Linked DNA regions of Mus musculus: region 2 is linked to region 1. Evidence: chromatin contacts called from public ChIA-PET data. All regions are on one chromosome and are shown on one strand. Each heading gives the region's core, a stretch centred on a gene start, on an enhancer-like site or on the middle of the called end of the contact. The rest is flanking DNA. Distances are from core to core; before and after follow the strand shown. Region 1 overlaps Abi3 (ABI gene family, member 3). Region 2 overlaps Skap1 (src family associated phosphoprotein 1).

Region 1 (5,129 bases), core at 1,084-3,583:
CTCCCCCCCCGCACCCCTCCCCCCTTGCATTCCCCTTTGCCCTTATGGAACAGAAAGCCATGTTTTTAAGCAGAGCCAGGGAAACCCAAGCCCTTCCCCTCTCTGGAGTTTCAGACCAATAAAGGAGGTGAAGGGGGACAAAGGGACTTGTTCTCTTGTGCCACAGTGAGAAGGGGGGATGAAAGAGAGGTGCTCTCTGCTCTCAGGGAGTCCTATTTAAGTAGTGAGGGCGTGAAGAGCCCAGCGAATGGCTGCTTGTGACGTCAGGGGCCTAATGGGAAGAGTAAAGAGGGTTGAGATTGAGAGTCCTTCTGGGGCAGACTGCAGGGCTTCCGTGTTCCCTTTCCATCACTCCCTGTCTGGCCTTCTAGCCCTTTGGAGCAACTACCAGGAGGTCAGCAGTTTTATTCAAAGCTGGCGATCTTCTGAGCATGAGCTGGGGGTCCTCTGGGCAAGGTGCTTAAACTCCTTGCCTTCTAGGTTTGTTTGTTTTTGTATTCTTTATGCCATCTGCAGCAGTCCCCCCTGAGTACCACCCCTCTCTAGCCCACCCTCTTCCCACTGCTGTATGGAGCAGGGACTGAACACAGTTCACAGCCCAAGAGGTAGACAGGTCCTTAGTCCAGCTTTGACTGTGGAAGCTGGCTTCCTGGGGCTCGAGAGGCCCACCGAGGCAGTGCAGGGTTGGTGCAGGGATAGATCCTGGGCTGTCAGCAGCTGGGCTCCACATAGTTCCCTGGGAAGAATCCAGTGCCCTCTGAACTGACACCCTCACACCAGCCATCCGAGTAGCGGCGAGTGACACAGATGACGGTGCCTTCAGAGAAGGAGAGCTCATTGTCCTTTTGCCGGGTGTATGGGTACAGGGTCACCACTGTGGGGCAAGAAGAGAACCTTGTGAGGTGTCCCCTCGGTCATGCACGCACCCGCCCACGGTGATACAGGAGCTGTAATACTAGGTCGTGCGTAGAGGGGCTTTGGAACAGTCAGGTACTACTCAATAGCAGGCCAGCTGCTCTTTCCCAGCAGGGTTCAGAACTCAGCTCATCCAAAAGGAAGGAGATGGAGAAAAAAGATAGGGTCGCCCGCACCTTGGTAGGGAAAGCAAATGCTTCCGGCTTGGAGAGTGAAGGCCAAAGCAACAGAAGCCAGAGAAACCTGCCAACGGATTCTGCTGCCTTTCAGTCCCAAGAGTTGCAAAGGTACCTTTCTCCAAGTAGCTAGCAGGGACCCAGCTGGGCTCATCTGGTCCAAAACCTGGTGGGGGCGGAGGCAGCAGCCCCAGTTCATCCCCCTCTAGAGCTGGGGGAGGAGGCAGGGGCAACTCTGCTTCTGGGAAGGAAGACAAAAGGGTTCGTGTAAAGGAAAGTGGGCCAACCCTGCAGCATCCTCAAGCTCTAACCAGTTCCTGTCATCACTCATAATGCCTCTAGCCAGACTCAGCACAGGGTAGACAGATCCTACGGGACAACACCTAGGCAGCTGGCTTAAGCTATAAAGGTTCCGTTAAGTGAGAAGCTTCAAAAACAGGGCTAGTGTAAAATAGTCTATCTACTGCTTCTCTGGGGTCCCTGAGGAGCACAGGGCTGAATGAGAGAGACTCAAAGTGAATACTGAGAAGGCAGGACCCATCTTACCCAGAGGGGGCTGGGACACCTCCAGCGGAGGGGGCGGCAAGAAGACCTCGGCAGACAACGGTGGAGGAGGCGGGGTTACAGGTGCTACAGGTGGAGGAGGCGGGGTTGCAGGCGCTACCTGTCCCTTGGACTGGGGGATCCCACTGGCACCTTCCGCACTGCTAAAAGACCAGATTATATGCTGATTAGGGACGGACGCCTTCTAGCCCAGCGTCCCAGAGGGGTCCCCAGACCTCATAGTAAGATCTGCATTAATTTTTCCCCCAGCTAGTGGTTTTTCGTTTTCTCAACCACAAGACTGCCTGGAGGCCACCTCTCAAAATCCACCTGCTGTCTACCCACCCACTAGACTCAAGTGCTCACCCTGCCGAGGCCAAGGAAGAGGCAGAGGAGGCAGCGGAGAGCTTGCCGTCTGGCACGGCTGGGAGCTGCACCGGCTCAGGGATCCGGGGTGGTCTCCTAGGGAGTGGAGTAGGGTGGTGTGAGGAGGGAGGGTTCTCTGCTGAGCAGAGTTTAGGGTTGAGGAAGGGCGACTGGCGGAGGGTGAAGCTGGGTGCCAGGCGCAGCAGCGTCAAGGCGCCAGGTGCTGAGGGTGAGGGGTGGAAGAAGCAGTTGAGAACCACGAGTGGCTGGGTAGGGCTGGTTGGCATGGCCTTGAGGCCTCACCCCAGCGTGGCGGAAACAGGTGTAGCAGGCGCCTTTATGCTCTTGCGAGACAGGGTCCCGGTCCGTGACAGCTGCGTGCTCAAGTCCTGAAGGGAGAACGATAGGGTTGATTGACATCTGGGACACGGGGAGGCATTCTTACCCACATCCCTGAGAGGAAATGGGGGAGGGGAGCGGAGGGCGAGAACTGGGAGGGCTAGCCAGACTCAGCAAGTTCCTACTTCCACTTCTCAGCCCTCCTCCCGTCCTAACCCTACCCCCACCCCTTAGGCCTGCAGCAGGTCCCCCAAAGCCGTCCCACAGAAAACAACCCGCAGCACAGACGCCGTCTGAAGGCCACTTCCTCTGCACAGCCACAGTGACTGAGTTGCCCTTTGCAACCCCACACTATCTCAAATTCTCAGGGATCTGGGTGGCTTGGTGGTCCTTAGCTCTGATTTAGCTTGTACTCCAGCGCGAGCTAAGGAGCCTCACATACGGGGGGGGGGGGGACTCCTTGTTTCCCAGAAACCTATGGAAGTGACCGTCCCCAAATTCAAGGCAGAGGGATGGCAGAAGCCAAGACACTTAGGAGAGTCTCAATGATGGGGTGCAATCCCAAAGCCAAGAGACACCTCTGAAACTGGGACTTCCCCCAGCGTGAGCAGGGGAGGGGATGGTGTGGGGGAGGTCATGTTCTCTGTCACCCTGCCCCACTAGAGGCAAGACGGGAATTACAGGATAAAGGATAAGTTGGAGGCTGGGTACATAGCTCAGGATGGAGCTTCTGCTGAGTTTATAGAAGGCCTGGGTTCCACCCAGGGCACCATCAAAAGAAAAACAAAAGATAAGAAGGCTGGACAGGAAAAAGGAACGGATAGAGAGAGCTGGGAACTGAAGGAAAGAGGTATTTTCTCTCCTGGGGGTCTGGCATAGTATCAAGGGGTTAAGACCCAGGAAAGCTTCTAATCTAATCTGACATGAAGCAGTTGGGCACAGTGTGATAAGGTCCCCTCCGCCAACTCTTTTTGTTGCTGCCTCCTGTCCCTATCAGCAGCATTCTGGAGTGACTTCTTAGAGCAATGACCTCAAACCCCCAGACAGAGGAAGTCGCTATTCTCATGTGGCTGAGGAGAGGTTCTCATGCGTGCCCTGACACCCTTCCCCCTCCTCCCCCTCTTCCCCTTCTCACACACACACACACACACACACACACACACACACACACACACACACACACCACACACACGACCCACTGTGGGGTGGGAGTGGGGGGTGGGGCCGGGACAGCTTATGATCTTCCAGGAGCAGTGTCTGAGTAGAGGGAAGTTAAGGACCTAGGGAGAGTGGAGTTTAGGCCACGTGTCCTGGAGTGTGGAGAGGAAGAAGGGGATGTGAGGTCGTACAAAAGCTTGGGGAAAGGCGAGACGAGAGGGAGCTAGCTGTACGGCAGGACAGGGTGGGCAGTGGGGGGTCAGCAGGGTTTCCCTTACCTTGACTCCGTGGCCAATGTCATCCAAGCAGGCAAAGTTGAGGGGTTTTCTGTGGTAGGGAGTGAGGGAAGGCAGGCTCTCAGGAGGGATGACTTTCTGGTTAGAGGGCAGCCGCACAACAGTGGCCAAAGTGCCGATCTCCCTTCTAGCTACCTTCTCCATATGCATGTTTACCATCTGCACGACAGGGTCGGGAGGTGGGAGGAGACCGTGAGAAACAGCCTGTACAACACCATTCCCTTTAAAAGAGGGAGAAAGCTAACTAACGGGAGGCAGAGGGAGGCAGGTAGAGCTCTGTGAGTTTGAAGCCAACCTGGTCTATATGATGAGTTCTAGGCTATCCAGGGCTACATAGTGAGAACCCCCATCTCAAAGCAGGGGAGGAGGAAAGAATGGGGGTCATGGGGGGACCAGAGAGAGTCCCATGGCCATGCAGCCATTGGAGAAAGAAGAGCAGCAGAGGATGGAGCCACTTTGGAGCGACTTCCGGGTAGAAGAGAATGAAGGTTATTATTAGCTGTGCAGGAACCAGAAGAAAAGGGAGGGAAAAAAAATCCCTGGGGTTGCTGGACAGCAACCAAAGGACAGGGCAGGCTTTGGTGCAGATGGGCATTCCGTGGAGGTGGCAGAGAACTGTAACTAAATCAGCTGTCCCCTTCAGGGAACAAGTACGGGAATTAGCTTCCTCTCCAAATGTTCCCTCAGGCCTTGAGGGACGGGACCTTGGGTCTTCAGGAAGAAGAGGAAAACACACCCTATACACTGACCCCTCAGGGACCTATGGTCAGACCAAAAGAACTCCCACATGTTTTGTGGGGTCAAGGATCCAGGAAGGACGGCTGAGAGTATTTATGAGCCAAGGGTAGGTATTTATGAGCCAAGGGTGGGGACTCTGTATGGTGTTGGCACGGATTCCTGTGGGGCTGACGATGGGCTTGCCTGGCCTGCGTGGAGGGCATTTATTAATCATTGGATGTGTTCCAATGAAGACAGGGTGGCCTTTGGTCTCTCCTGCTCTCTGCAGGTACTATGAAGAGCAAACAAAGAAAGCTTTTAGAGAGAGAGAGAGAGAGAGAGAGAGAGAGAGAGGGAGAGAGAGAGAGAGAGAAACTTTGTATCTAATGGGGTAGCAAGAACAACACTGAGACACAGCCATGATAGATGTCTCCAAAGTCTGGAATGTGCCAACTTTCTGCAGTCCGGTTGGCCAGGTGGGCATGGAGAAATGTAGGGCTATTTGAGTGGGACTGAAGAGCCAGGACAGAAAGAGGGATGCCTTCCCACATCCTTACCTGGCCCAGTGTGCTCATCTTGGCTTCTACCTGCCGCAGGGCAGCACCCTGTAGATCCAGCA
Region 2 (5,129 bases), core at 761-3,260, 670 kb after region 1:
AAAGTTGATGCTCCCTCTTCATATCTCTTTGAACCTCATGCAAATGTGCTCAACTCCACCCTCAGGTTAAAAACCCGTTATGCCTTAAACAACCACCCTCTCCTTAGCTACTGTCTTAGCTCTTTTCCTGAATAGGTAGACATCTTGAACTGAAGACCCTTCCCTTCTGGTTCCTCTTCTCTGGTCCATCCTCAGTTAGTTATCATCCTTACACTGCATCTTCTGCTCCAATGAAGTCACTTTCCCCATGGTCCAGTCACTCCAGTTGCCACATCCGGATGATACTGCCAATGTTTATCTTCTTTGGCCTTTCAAGTTTCTCACAGCTTGGATTATTTCCCCTTCCTCAGAAGTTTAAGAACGTCTTCCCTCTGTGGAGCCTCCCTTTCCCTCACGGTATCCATGCTCTTCCCTGAGGCTCTTGCTTCAGCCCTTTCTTCCACTCTGCCCTCCTCAGACTCTTCCTCCCCCCTTCCAGAGTTGTTTCTCTCCTGGGTGCCCAGTTGTAGAGCAGCTCATCTGCAGGCAGCATATTGGGTGTTTCATGAGACCTCAGGCTCCACAATGCTGGGAGAGAACCAGCCAGTTCCCCCTCAGCAGCCACCCTCCGCTCTTCCAGCCTTGGGATGAGTCATGACGTCAGCCACTTTGCTTTGGTTATCCTAGGGTTTCTAGGGAACGTAGTTTGAGTGGCAGAATGTAAGGCAGAGACTCCTGCTAGTCTCTCTCAAGAAAGTTCTACACCTGAGAGTTACGGTACATTGACATGTGACATGTAGCATCGATCTGCGGATACTGGGCAGGTGGGAAGATCTAGTTCAGCACTAGCTCTAGAATCAGCCTCCAGATATTCTGTATGATGGCAAACAGACCTCTATCACATGTCTAAACCTCTGTCACCTGGGGTTTCTGTTCCTGTTGCTGGAGGATTCCTAATTGTGGAGCGTCCAAGAAGACCTGGTTTAACTCCACTCACCCATGAGTTTTCCTGGGTTAGACTTTCAGAGCCCTGGGAATCACTCCTTAACCCTAATATCTCTCTCTTCCTCCTCTTCCCCCTTCCTCCTCCTCTTCCTCCTCCTCCCCCTCCTCCTCCCCCTCCTCCTCTTATCAACAAGGCCTACTGACTTTCTCCTTCAATGTATGTTTCTATTTGTATACCTTCACTTCCTGGCAAACTACTAGCCTTCACAAGACGGTTCCTTCCTTGCTCTCTTTCTGAGACAGGATCTCACTATGTAGATGAGGCTGGTCTTCACCTTCTTCTGTCTCTGGGATATTGGGACTAAAACATGGACCACTGTGAGGTCACCGTAAACCTCGGTTGCTCTCTGCCTCCGTTCAGTACAGCCTTAGTTTAGTCCCATTTGTTTTGTTCCTCCGTTTTAACAAAACGGAGAGCCGACGTTTCCACAATGGTGACGTAATCATTGATACCATAATCGAGTCACTGATACTGACCAAAGGTATGTAAGTGAGAAAGCAGGTAGACAAATACGTTCAATCTCACCATGAAAAAATCTCGGAAAACAAACAAACAAAGCAGACAAACAATCCAAAAGACCAAAATGTCCATGATAGTAATTTCTGGCAAGTGGAATTTAATGCTTTTTTGTTTGTTTATTTGTATTCTCTAACTCACTACTGTGAATATTTATTTAATAATAAGTTAGTGATATTAAAGTCCTTCACAGTTTTAGAAAGGGCAGAGAGGGAAGCCCTGGGAGAGGTTTGATTCCCAGGTGGGATGAGAATTAGTACTTACTGAAGCGGAAGGGGCTGGATAAAATGGACACAGGGCTTTAGCTATGCAGCTTGGCCCGGGTCACTCTCTGTAAACAAGCAGGCTGTCTCTGGAGGTGTTTTATGCTATGCTTCAAAACACACCCACAGAAGGGAAATTAATTTTGAGTCATGTGAAATGCCGTCCTTTGAATATTCTGTGATGATTGCTCTAAAATGTGTTGGGGATCTTTTTTTTTTTTTAAGTAAAGGAAGTTCACTGTCAAGGGCCCCTCATGAAATGAGGTATCGCTGACAGAGCAACTTCCGCTTCGAAGCTGTTACCCCCTTTGAGCTAACACAGGATGAATTCTTCATTAGAAGGGGATTAGCAGCACTCTGAGCCGATTTAGCAGAGCATTTGTATTTGTCCGACCACTTTTCCGAACGCTGGTGTTTGAGTCGGCCATTCACTTCCTCCTTCTCAAAACATCAGTCACCGGGATTGATTTTTATGTTGGCCATAAAGAGAAATGGAATCAACTAAAAGCAGGCTGAAGATTACAGGGTGGAAGTGGTTAATTTACTTAACAATATGTATTGGTTATTTGTTTACATTGGGCTTAATGCCTGGTGATCAAGACAGCATCACATGAGACATCTTTGCTTGCTCTCCAAGCAGCTCTTGGACCAGTGAGTGGCCAGAGTCATCGTGGATGCTCCTGTTCTCAGATGTCTCTCTTAGAAGGTCTCTTACGTTTGGTTTTAGTTGATTTTGTGTGGGGGGGGGGGAAGGGGGAGGGGGGAGGGGAGGGGGGAGGGGAGGGGGGAGGGGGGAGGGGGGAGGGGGGGGAGGGGGGTTGTTACCTAGAGAGTCATTGATGTTTTACATCCTCTTTAAAAATATAAATTCATTTAGAGGCTTAAGAAATTTTGTGTTGTTCAGTTTTCCAGCCCTGTCCAGCGATTTTCTCCTAACTTTATTATTTTTAATTTTTCACCAAAATGAGCAAGCCCTGTGTCCATCAAGGTTCTGAGAAAAAGTAATCGGTGGCTGCCTACACTAGCATGGGACAGCCAAACCGCCACTTTCAAGACTTGGGGAACACTAAAGAAGAGAGGGAGGAATGGGAAGAATGTGAGAACTGGAAGGTGGGCGTGGACATTGTCTTGGTCGGTGTCCTCCAAGCAACCCTTATCAAGGAAAGCATCAGTTTGCTTACAGTTTAAAGGTTTAGCCCATTGTCATCATGGCGGGGAGCATGGCCGTATGCAGGAAGACATAGTACTGGAGAAGTAGCTGAGAGTTCTACATCTGGATTCACAGGAAGCAGGAAGAGAAAGTTACTGAGGCCTGGCTGGAACGTATGAAATCCCAAAGCCCACCCCCGAGGGACATACCTCCTCCAACAAGGCCATACTGCCTCTAGTGAAGCCACACCCACTCTGGCGAGGTCACACCTCCTCCAACAAGGTCACACCTCCTCCACAAGGCCACACCTACTTCAGTAAGGCCACACCTACCCCAGCAAGGCCACACCTAATCCCTCTCAAATAGTACTGTTCCCTAATAACAAAGCATTTAAATATATGAGCAAGCCTATAGGAGCTATTCTTATTCAAACCACCACAGGCATGGCATGACCATTATATACGTGGACTCACAGTAACCGTGGTTGCCTGCACGGGTCCTGTATGAGTCTGGGCTCATCGTCAGTCATCATTCAGCCATGGACGGGGGAGGCACTTGTGGGGGACTATGGGCAGTGGACAGCTGCTGTGTGAGGGAGTCAGTGTCTTTGGTGATGTAGTCATTAGTGAGTTGTTCATGCTTCCTGCTGCAATGGCTGTCTCCTTATGCATCCCTTGCCGTGGAGCCCCGTTTAAACCCTGTGGGTCACAAAACAAAAAAGATGTTCTAGTGGGGAGGGGACTTGTTCAGATCAGATGTTGGTGGGGGCTGGAGGGGAAGAAGGGATGAGCATAACCAGAATTTGTCGTATACATGTATGAAATTATCAGTAAATAGATGAATAGATTAACTAAAAAGAAGCATAGGAGGACACATGGGTTGGAGCCTGGGAAATGAAATACTTGCAGTCTGAAGAGACAGAGTTGTGAAATTCTATATTTTATATATAATAGAATTGAGATGTCTCCTATCTCATTTTTTAAGAAAATATTTATTTATTTATTTATTTAGTATACTAGATATTGTTATAGATGGCTGTGAGCCACTATGTGGTTGCTGGGACTTGAACTCAGGACCTCAGGAAGAACAGCCAGTGCTCTTAACCTCTAAGTCATCTCTCTAGCCTCTTATATTTTATTTTTTACAGAAGATTTTTAAAATTCATTTTTAATTATGTGTATTTGTGTATTTCTCTGTGTGGGTGAGTGCAGAGACCCACAGAGGCCAGCGATGTCAGTTGTGAGCTTCCTCACATGGGTGCTGGGACTCAAACTCAGGTCCTTACGAGAGGAGGATTTTCTGCTCTTAACCACCGAGCCATCTCTCCAGCCCTATTTTGTTTTTTTCACTATGCGACAAGGAATGCTCCCAAATTCTAAAAGAATAAAGAAAAGAGAAAATTCAGTGGCCGTAAGTGTGTCAAAGCAGCACGCAGTGTGCATTAGGTGCATTGAGGCTCAGAACAACACCACAGGATCCACGTCCTCAGAGCGATTATGGCGGAAGCTGTCCCGACTGCAGCAGAAGAGCAACACTTACAGCTAGCTCTTATCATGCACCAGGCCTAGGTCTACTGTCCACAAATTAACTTCTTCATTCAGTCCTTACAGCAGGTATGTGTGCATGGTGGACACTTTTAGACTCTCCATTTAGCAGATGAGAACAGTGAAGTTCAGAGAAGCAACTCATGGGTCAGGGCTGCCCAGCATGAGATTCTGCAGCTGGGATTTTAATTCAGGGTGTGTCCAGCCTTTATGAGACTCCATGACCTCATAAAAAGTGTAACGAACTGGCACTGTTCAGTCGCTTCTGGAAAGCTCAGGCTACTGAATCTCACATATTACCTGTGTGCAGTGTCAACATCACGATGAATAATACCAGATTGTTCATGTATAGGCCCAGCAAACGTTTGCTGAGCACATATTATATACAGAGTGGTTTTGTGGTGAACACAACACATGCCTTTTGGGGCAAGAGAAACCAAATGCTTGCGTAAGACTCTAACTTGTTATGCACTTAAGTTACATGCACACAAAGATGTCTAACACAACACCGTTAGTAATAGATCCTCAACATATAATTCCCAGAAACTCACAACCCGATTGGAAAGACAGGAACGCATGCAAGAGTAACTAAAACTCAGGGTACACTGAAGCAAGACTTTAGAAAGGGAACAGCCAGGTAGTTCTGAAAAGACTCCGAGAAGGAGCTGGCT

What was found. ChIA-PET counts read pairs in DNA pulled down with a chosen protein or histone mark.
Region 2: an RNA polymerase II ChIA-PET map of memory CD8 T cells shows a contact between it and region 1, with 5 read pairs. The contact joins two enhancer-like sites. A contact is called at or near these places in 1 of 115 datasets of contacts at active chromatin or transcription factors (memory CD8 T cells) and 1 of 9 other capture datasets (pancreatic islet).

The regions. Positions count from the first base shown.
Region 1 is chr11:95,832,003-95,837,131 of GRCm38.p6, forward strand. Abi3 (ABI gene family, member 3) reads right to left here. Exons shown (of 8, transcript NM_025659.4): 2 at 5,068-5,129; 3 at 3,776-3,952; 4 at 2,304-2,389; 5 at 2,001-2,096; 6 at 1,638-1,798; 7 at 1,207-1,332; 8 at 1-874. The coding sequence ends at 711. Phospho1 (phosphatase, orphan 1) reads left to right here. Exons shown (of 3, transcript NM_153104.3): 3 at 1-138. Among named protein-coding and RNA genes, the nearest start is that of Abi3, 7.9 kb to the right of the region's middle. Within about 2 kb of position 2,334, at least 156 of the 459 cell types and tissues checked have an H3K27ac peak or open chromatin away from gene starts, as enhancers often do. A contact at or near this core is called in memory CD8 T cells, where this site is marked.
Region 2 is chr11:96,502,866-96,507,994 of GRCm38.p6, forward strand. All of the region lies in intron 2 of Skap1 (src family associated phosphoprotein 1), which reads left to right. The region is part of intron 2 of Gm38960 (a long non-coding RNA gene); the gene reads right to left. Among named protein-coding and RNA genes, the nearest start is that of Gm38960, 35 kb to the right of the region's middle. Within about 2 kb of position 2,011, at least 18 of the 459 cell types and tissues checked have an H3K27ac peak or open chromatin away from gene starts, as enhancers often do. A contact at or near this core is called in memory CD8 T cells, where this site is marked.